2 separate regions of the Ovis aries genome follow, and region 2 is linked to region 1. A link is a contact called in public Hi-C data. All regions are on one chromosome and are shown on one strand. Each heading gives the region's core, a stretch centred on a gene start, on an enhancer-like site or on the middle of the called end of the contact. The rest is flanking DNA. Distances are from core to core; before and after follow the strand shown. Region 1 holds the start of CDX2 (caudal type homeobox 2). Region 2 has its middle 10 kb from the start of TRNAC-GCA.

Region 1 (4,575 bases), core at 864-3,363:
AGGCCGGCGCCCCAGGCAGGCTCAGGATAGCCAAGGGCCTAACTCGGGCGCGCTCTCTGGCCAGGCGAGCGCGCCTCCTCGCGGGGGAAGGGACCCAGCCGACCCTCAGGTCGGCCCCGAGGCCTCCTCCCCGGACCGCCGCAGTTCGCCCGGTGATGGGTCCCGGCTTGTGCGCAGTGACGCAAAATACCGATCCCAGGAGACAGCCCCCAACGGCTGCTCTGATTTATGCGACTGTAATCGGCTACAAAACCCCTGCAAAGTGGCCATAACCTGCATGCGGGCCGGGCTGGGCCTGAAAGGAGGGAAGAGGAAAAAGCGGAAGTGCAGAGGGCTGGGAAAGGCTTCACGGAGGGAAAGCGGAGCCAGCAGGACTCTCCCACCACACCTACTGGAGCTCTTTCCCCACTGGACACACTCAGACGCCGGACGCGGCAGACCCGGAGCCCACGAGCCTGCTCAGTCCCGCCAACCCGGGATCTCTGCAGAAACACCTCTGGGGCAAGCTCGTTAAACGAATATCCGCGCGCGCACACACACACACACGCACACACACGCACACACACACGCACACACACGCACACACACGCGCACACACACACACACACACACACACACCAGACCCTGTGAAGTAAGGTTCCGGAGAAACGACCTCTGGCTGGAGCAGCGGCTGAGCGCGCACTACCCCTGCCTCCCCTTCTCCCTCTGCAGACACGAGGGGACTCCCGGGGAGTCCAGTCCCAGCCCTCCGGCTTTTGATTGAAATGGCCCCTGCGCAGATCAAAGGTCTGAAGACCCGGGTGTTCCCCCCACCCTCGCGCCGCACCTCTTCCCCACTTAGTTCCCAGGACCAACACCTTCTTTCAGCTTCGGCAGCTTCGCCCGGTTTCCCCAGCGCGGCAGCTCCGATCCTTACCTTTGGCCCCAAAGGCTAAACCTGGTTCCTCGGGCGACCGCGCCGCCCTCCCGCCCCCCGCCCCGGCCCAAGCTCTTCCCGAGTGGCCGGGACAGGGAAGGATGGCGTCCCCCTAGAGCCGGCCCTGGGGAGCTGCCCGGCAGCCGCGCACCGAGCGAGGGCGGGCGGCAGCAAGCCGGATGGACGCGATCACTGCGCTGCAGCCGCGCTGCGCCACGTTCGCGGGAGTCTCCCGAGGGTCTGAGGACCCGACCTTACGAAGGAAGGGCGGTGGGAAGGAGGGAGCCTCCCCTTTGCCTTACACTGAACGCGACTCGTGAGACCAGGACCTCCACTCCCTACCCGGCCAGCCCCCACGCAGAGGCCAGAGCAGCAACCCCCGGGGGGGAGGGTCCAGAGCCCCCAGACGCCGTCGCCCCGCCCCGTCCCCCTTGCGCGGAGTCCCCGGACGCGCACGGACCGCGCCTTCCCCCGGCGCCCGCCGGCTCACCTTGGCTGCCCAGCGCAGGCTGCGCGGGCTTCCGCATCCACTCGCACAGGTTCCGCCGCTGTCCGCCCGGCGACAGCTGCTCGGCGGCGGCGGTGGCGACCGGCCCGGGGGGGCCGGGGTTGAGCGTCTGCAGCAAGCCGGAGGCGCAGGAGGGCGCGGCGGCCGGGTGGTGCGCGTGGTGGTGCGGATGATGGTGCGGGTGGTAATCGGCGGGCCCGCTGTAGCCCATGGCGGCGGCCGGGGAGCCCCCGTTGAGGCCGTGCGCTACGGCGTTGGCGGCGGCCGCCGCGCCCCCCGGCGCGTAGCCGTTCCAGTCCTCGCGGAGCGGGGCGCCGTAGGCGGCCGGCCAGGACGGCCCCGGGGACTGCGCGCTGTCCAGGTTGGCGGCGGCGGCGGCCGCGGCCGCCACATGGTATCCGCCATAGTCCGGGTACTGCGGGGGGCTGACGAAGTTCTGCGGGGCCAGGTTAAGGCTGCCGGAGTGGCGCACGGAGCTGGGATACATGCTCACGTCCTTGTCCAGGAGGTAGCTCACGTACATGGTGGCGAGGGCCCGACGGCGAACCTCACCATGCTGCCCAGGGACTGATGCTTGAGGCTGCCGGGGGGCGCCGCGCTGGCGAAGGGGGCGAGGGGGCACCGGAACGGCGGGTGGCTGCTCCCTGGCCCGCGAAGCTCCGCCGGCTCCTCGCGGCGCTTCTGCCTCTGAGGCGGTCCCTGCCTCGGGCCTGCCTCCTCCCTCCCTCCCTCCCTCCCGCTCTCTCTTCCTTCTTTCCTCCCACCTCCTTTCCACCAGGCTGCAGAGGCGGGGAAGACCCGCCACCGGCTGGCGTGCGGAGCCCCAGGCCGGCGGCCTTACGTGATTAACGAGTGTTTACAAGACTCTATTAGTAATGACACAGACACCAATGGCTGGAGACGTCGAGGCGCAGCGCGCACCCGGCGCACAACCCCTAGAAACACGATTTGCATTTTAAAAGATTAGGGAGGGGGGGGAGCTCTCGAGAGGGCTGCGACCCATCACAGCTAAATATTCAAACCTTTATTGTTAAGAGCTTCCTCCTTCCAACCTTGGTGCACTTTAACCTCCAATCACGGGTTCAAAGAATGGAATCTAGAGACTTGCAAAAGGGGGTGGAGGGGTGGGGAGAGCGATCTTGGTGGGAATCGGGGTTCAGGAACTGAGGAGTCGTGTTTTTGCATTTGCAGGGAAGGGAGGGGGTGTCTAGAAGAAGCTCCTTCCATCCCAAAGACAAAAAGGGAAGCCATTGCTTTGATGACAGAGTTTCTGGCCAGCCTGGGAGGTGACGGGTGGAGCCGGGAGAAATAAGCCTGTTCCTTTCCCCTCTGCCCCCCTGGCCAGGCCGACTGTGCCCCCCAAACTGTCACCGCTGATCATTTGTTTTCTTCCCTAGGAAACAGCTGGCCCCCCACACGAGATAAATTAAGACCCTAGTTGCAGGTTGCATCTCTGAGTTCATCTCACATTTGGGACTTAAAGCTATTAATTTTTTTGAAAAAGCATTTACACTCCAAATTCAGAAATCTTGAGTGCAAACCTAGAAGAGAGTGGTAGTAGTCAGGCTGGTGGGAGGGCAGTAATAGAGGGGAGCAGGAGGGTTTGCTAGAGTTCTGCTGTTTCTTGAGGTGGGTCCTGGTGTGTTTGTTGCCTGTGAAAACTAATCAAGTTACACTTATATGTTTATATACTTAAATACATAGTTTAAAATCAAGGAGAAGGGACTCTAGGATTTCTGCTAATGTCTACCTAGGTATGTATATGTCATACAACATACCAATGGCTTAAAACCATTCTCATTTGCAAAGTAAAACATTTCTCCAGAGAAAATAGTTTTTCATCTCCAGGGATTGGGAAGAGCCCCATGAGCCATCACTGATCATTGTTTCTAAAAACCCCTGAGTGGGGAAGGGTCTTGGATTTGGAAGCACTGTGTCGAGGGCTGGAAGTGGGGGCCGTGGGGACCTATATTGTGTGGCCTGGCTCGGGACCCGCCAGGACAAGTTGGAGGACAGGAGCTCAGGGCGACCAGATTCGCTCGGGCAGGTGCCCATCTCGGTTCAGCGACCGCGGGGAGTGGGGCCTGCGGCTGCCAGTCTACCTCTGTCTGCTCCGAGTCCAGACGGCGCTGCCAGACCAGGGTCTGAGGATCGCAGCGGCCCGGGCAGTGGGCTGGGTGGCTTTGAGCGCTCCAGGAACCAGCGGGGCGCATGGCTGTCCTGCAGATCCACCCTTGTCGGTTCTCGCCGCCGAGTGGTCTCTGGTGTTTGTCACTTCCTCGTGTGATCTCTGGAGCTCCTTCCAGTGTCCTTTATCTCCTAGATCTTCACATCTCCCCAGATCGGGAATAGAGCGGGTCTTGTCATCTCCACTTTACAGAGGACAGCCGGCAAGCCGCAGAGTTCCGAGAGGCCAGGCCCCCAGCAGGATCAGGGCTTCGGATCTCCTCCTTGCTGGTCCCTCCTGTCCTCTGTGTTTCCTAAGGAAAGAGGTTAAAATGTAGGGGGCGGGTGGTAACAAACTGGGCAATCAACTGGTGAAGGCTGTAGCAGATCATCCTTGTGGATCTCCCCGGGCCTGGCCCGGAGAACTGAGTGTCATTGGACCTCTTGAGAAATAAAATAGGAAACAAATTACAAAGCCCGTTACAGAATCCAAGTCACTGAGTTGGGAGGGGGATCATGGGGTGGGGTTGGGGGGAGTCTGTGGACCTGGATGAGGCCGGGATGTGGGAGGTTAAGTGGTGGGAGCATTGCAGACGTTTGATCTAGCAAACATCTTCCTCCTCTTCCTGGGAGACACAATCCTTCTTTCCGCCTCCCCCCCGCCCCGCCCCCACAGCCCCCTCCCAAGCCTCCAGCTCTGGAAGCCGAGGCCCAGGCTTGCGCCCAAGTCTTCGGAATGTGGGCATTCTTTGGGACAATCGCTTTATTGGGGACAGCCAGCCCCCTCCACCCTGCGGTGGCCGCTTCCTGCGTTTTTATGGCCGCCGGCCGCTGGCTAATTGTCCCGGTTTTCCAGCTGTGTCTCCGCTCTGCCCTGGAGAAAGGGCCCTGGCCTGCCTGCCCAAATGCTTTGGGAGCGGCCTGGGTTGATCTGGCCCCAGGGGTCACACCAGATCTCAGAGAGGCCCATGCTCACTTGGGGTGT
Region 2 (4,575 bases), core at 1,145-3,644, 82 kb before region 1:
CAAGAGATGTGGGTTTGATCCCTGGGTCAGGAAGATCCCCTGGAGAAGGGCATGGCAACCCACTCCAGTATTCTTGCCTGGAGAATCCCATGGACAGAGGAGCCTGGCAGGTTACAGTCCATGGGGTCACAGAGAGTCAGACACGACTGAGACTAAGCAACAAACAGGTACTGCAAATGCTCCCCGACCCCTGTCACTCAGGATGCTGGCGCTGGACCCGGGAAAGGGTGGCGCAGCAGTGGCCTCACTGCCTGTAGGGCTTACCCAAGAGCATTCCCAGGGACCTGTGCCAAACTCCTGTCCTCCACGTCCATGCGAGTGCGTATCGAATGCAGCCTGGTGCATGTTTGGCTGCAAGGGAGCAAGGGAAATAGGGTTTCAGCTTTGCAGGCTCTGAGATCAGAAAGGCACCCTGGAAAGAGATGGAACTGGTTGGTAAGTGCCAGTCGACCCACCCAACAAAAACCCAGATAGCGTTTCTTATCCTCTAATGGACTAGGAACCTCAACCACTGGAAAGGGCCAAGCAGCCTTGAGAAACACTATTTATAGTAGGACTGAGCAAGACAAAGATTTTTATTTTTTTGACATTTATTTATTTATTTGGGTGCACTGGGTCTTAGTGGCATCATGCTGGGTCTTCAGTCTTCACTGCAGCATGTGGGATCCACTTCCGTGACCAGGGATCAAGCCCCAGCCCCCTGCATTGGGAGCATGGAGTCTTAGCCACTGGACCACCAGAGATGTCCCAAGATTTTGTTTTAAATTTACTTTCAGATTCTCTTAGGTTTTGGTTAAGCTCTTGAATATTATCTGCCTCCCCAACACTGAATCTGCCTCTTACAGATACTCCTGAAATCACAGCCTGATTGTGTAGGCATCTGAATGTTTTTTTAGGAAAGTTTTCATGTTTAAAATTTTTTAATTTATTTCATTTTTATTTAAAAAATTTTAGTGTGTAATATATCTACTTTTTGATTTGCTTTTTGATTGTGCTAGATCTGTGCTGCTGTGTGGCGGCTCTCTCTGGTTGCGGCAAGCGGAGGCAATGCCCTAGCTGTGGCACACAGGCTTCTCATCGCGTGGCTTCTATACGTGCCCAGCACAGGCTCTAGGAGCGTGGGCTTCAGTAGCGGCAGCATGCGGGCTCAGTAGTTGTGGCACACGAGCTAAGCTGCCAGGCAGCATGTGGGATCTTCCCAGACTAGGGATCAGACTCGTGCCCTGTCCCCTGCACTGGCAGGTGGATCCCTACCACACCATCACGGAAGTCCAGGAAGGTTCTCAAAGGTGCACCAGAACCTAAACACGTTGAGAAGCACTGTGCTGAGGGCAGTGGGGTTCACTTAGGACACCCCTGAGCCTGCGCGGAGGCAGGGACTGTATGGGCTGGTGGCCACTGTGAAGGTAGATACCCGCAAGTGCGTGGTCCTGTGGGAGCCCCCAGGCCCCTCCACCCCAGGGTCCCTTACTTATTGGCCCTTATCAGCTACATGTGGGTGTACATCATGGCCACCTGCAGCATTTGTTCACGTACAGAATTCTGGTCCCCACCCTAACCCAGATCTACTTAGAGAAACCAGTTTGACCAGATAGCCACATTTTTAACACACTTGATGACTGATTTAGATACACACCAAATTTGGGGACCAAGCACAGAGAAGTCTGTGCTTTGTTTCTTCTAGGTCCTGGCTTCCTCTCCTGGTACACCCTGCCCCATTCTGACTGCCATCCAGGTGACTCAGGACAGTCAGGGTACCTGCCAGGGACAGGCGAGCGCTAGTCAGCCACTCAGTGACCCATGGGGCCAGTGCCCAGCGTGTGCACAGGCTCCTTATCTGGAAAAATGAAGGCTATCACTCATAGGAGGCACCAGGGAGGAATGACTCACATCAAGAACCTTGAAATCTGCAGATAAAAGGCAGCACCGATTCCCCACTGGAACTGCAGTCTCACAGACCACTCTCCTAGGTGGGCATGAGGCGCTTGCAGACCATCTGTGTATGAAAACACCTGCCGCTCCACAGTCAAGCCGGCTGTGCCCTTCACCATCAAAGTCACCATCCCCACTGGGTGTTAGTCACTCAGTCATGTCCGACTCTGTGTGACCCCATGGACTGCAGCCCAGCAGGCTCCTCTGTCCGTGGAATTCTCCAGGCAAGAATATTGGAGTGAGTAGCCATGCCCTCCTCCGGGGGATCTTCCCGACCCAGGAACTGAACCCAGGTCACCATCCCTACACCACGCTGCAAGGACACACTGTTGCGTGAGGACCACTGCAGGGCATTTCTTCCTGAGTTTCACTCCAAATGTTTCTGCCTGGGATCAGCCCCAGCTGTGGGACCTGCTGGTTGCATTGACTGCTGTCGTCATGCCCCCGTGGACCTTACACTCTCTTTATTGCACTGAACAGCAGTCAGCACACCAAGGGGTGAAGGGCACCGGATGACGCCCTAGCCAGGCGGCCAGATGTCGCCATGGGGCCAGTGGCTTTTACCCTGCGGCTGCTGAATTTCACGTATATCATATTTATCAGCAGGAACGTTGTCAGTTTTATAAATGGAAACTGAACGACCATAAATCATTCTGTGGGGAGGTAACCGTGGGGGACGAGGGGTAGGTCTGTTTGTCAGCCTGCCAGCCAGGTGTGTTCGTCCAGCAAGCGCACAAATCTGCAGAGTGACGACCCCCACCCTGACCCCTGGCGCAGCTGCTGCCCACCATTCTTTCTGCTGAGAGACACACCCTGGCAGGCGGGGCAGAAGACATTTGCCAGCCTTGAAAGCTTCGTTGGCCTGTTTGTAAGATATTCTTATATTTCCCGGTTCTTTCCACAATGTCAAGGTCACAGGATCAGAGTAGCCAAACATATGTCTCAGAGCCTAAACATATACGCAAGTATTACTTGTTTGGTCTCCGACTTTGGGGTTATCCTGGTGGCTCAGACAGTAAAGAATCCACCAGCAAAGCAGGAGATTCAGGTTTGATCCCTGAGTTGGGAAGATCCCCTGAAGAAGGAAATGGCAATCCACTCCAGTATTCTTGCCTGGAGAGTCCCATGGACAGAGGAGCCTGGCAGGTTACATACAGTCCGTGGGATTGCAAAGAGTCGGACATGACTGAGCAACAAACACTTTCACTTTTACCTTACCTGCCTTCCATGCCCATCATTTCAAGTTGATTTCCTTGAGGTCTAGTCTAACTTCTTCAAGTTTATTTTATTTTCTGGCCTTGCTGTGCAGCATGTGGGATCATAGTTCCCCGACCAGGGATTGAACCCACGCCCTCTGCAGAGGAAGCATGGCGTCTTGACCACTGGACCGCCAGGGAAGTCCCAGGTTGAGACGATACTGCATGACTGATGGATTACACCCACCTCTGAGCATTTATCGTGTATACACAGCACAGGGACCTTCAGGAAGCCCTGGTCTGGTGGACCCTATGATTAGCCCCATTTTCAGATGGGAAACTGAGGATCAAAAAGGTCAAGGAACTTGCCGGGGTTCCCCCAGCCAGTTAGTGGCAGAGCCAGAGTTAGAAATTGTATTCAGTCTGTTTTCAAATTGAGATTGTTACGATAGGATGACAAGGGCTTCAGTAGACGGGGCCAAGGGCAAGGATCCCCGGAAAACATTCCAAAGTCGGGAGCTTCAATCCAACACCACTTTGTTGTGACAGGTTTTTCAAGGGCAGAGAATGTCAGGGAGTAAAAGACAGTCAAGAAAACAGCCTTCTTTCACTCTTCCAAACAAGCTGTGTTTCTTTCTGAGCTATGTAGAGAGCATTTATAAAATTAATAAGCTGTTAGATTTTGAAGGGGCTATATTTTTTGCTACGAATTCCTGGGGGTCTTTGTCCTGTAGTTATTGAAATTTTCTTGGCTTTACGCATGATCAAGTTTTGTAATTAGTTTTCCAATCACGTAAAAGAGTGAATGAACTCCTAAACATTCCTCACTCAAAGCTGTCTCTTCTTTCTCTCTAGATGTCATGTTCTCTTGAGTCTCACCGAGAAGAATAATATAATCAGTTTTTTCAAATTTTTTAAAAAAGAAAACTGTCATTCCCTTGGAGGCTCTCAGACTTGGGTGTGAGTCCGTGTTACCTGCAGGGCTTGTTCGAGCCAGACTGCCAGGCCCGACTCACAGTCTTCCGATTGAGCAGGTCTGGGCTGCAGCCTTGTGCAGGGCCGAGACTCTCACTTGGGCACCAGGTCACGGCTGCTCAGGGCTGCCCAACAAACAGGGCCCCAGCCTCTGCTCTTCCCACCCCCTCACTCATACCCCTCCTTCATCCACACTCCCTGGGGGGTTGGCCCCCAGTGCGGGTTGGACAGTCACTGTCACCTGCAGCCGTCATCCATCCCAGGGGTCGCTGACAGCACGGGAGGGAGCAGACGGCTCCTGACCCCGTGGAACACACCTGGGTGGCGGCATTTCAGGTGTCAGGCCTGCCTCTAGGCCACCTGGGTTCTCCCGGTCCCTTGAGTCACATTCCGTGGGGTCCACATCTCTTCCGCCTTTACACAGACTTAAGCTCCGCATTACATGCTTAAGGCTACTGACCCAGATTCTACT

Evidence for each region. A called contact is a pair of places that touch in the nucleus more often than the background predicts.
Region 2: a Hi-C map of mixed tissues shows a contact between it and region 1, with 4 times the contacts expected there. The contact joins the enhancer-like site here to the promoter of CDX2 in region 1. A contact is called at or near these places in 4 of 16 Hi-C or Micro-C datasets (hypothalamus, liver, mixed tissues and 1 more).

The regions. Positions count from the first base shown.
Region 1 is chr10:32,361,461-32,366,035 of ARS-UI_Ramb_v3.0, reverse strand. It overlaps CDX2 (caudal type homeobox 2), which reads right to left and starts at 2,113. Exons shown (of 3, transcript XM_027973894.2): 1 at 1,407-2,113. The coding sequence starts at 1,947.
Region 2 is chr10:32,443,525-32,448,099 of ARS-UI_Ramb_v3.0, reverse strand. No RefSeq gene overlaps it. Among named protein-coding and RNA genes, the nearest start is that of TRNAC-GCA, 10 kb to the right of the region's middle. Within about 2 kb of position 2,394, at least 7 of the 54 cell types and tissues checked have an H3K27ac peak or open chromatin away from gene starts, as enhancers often do. A contact at or near this core is called in liver, where this site is marked.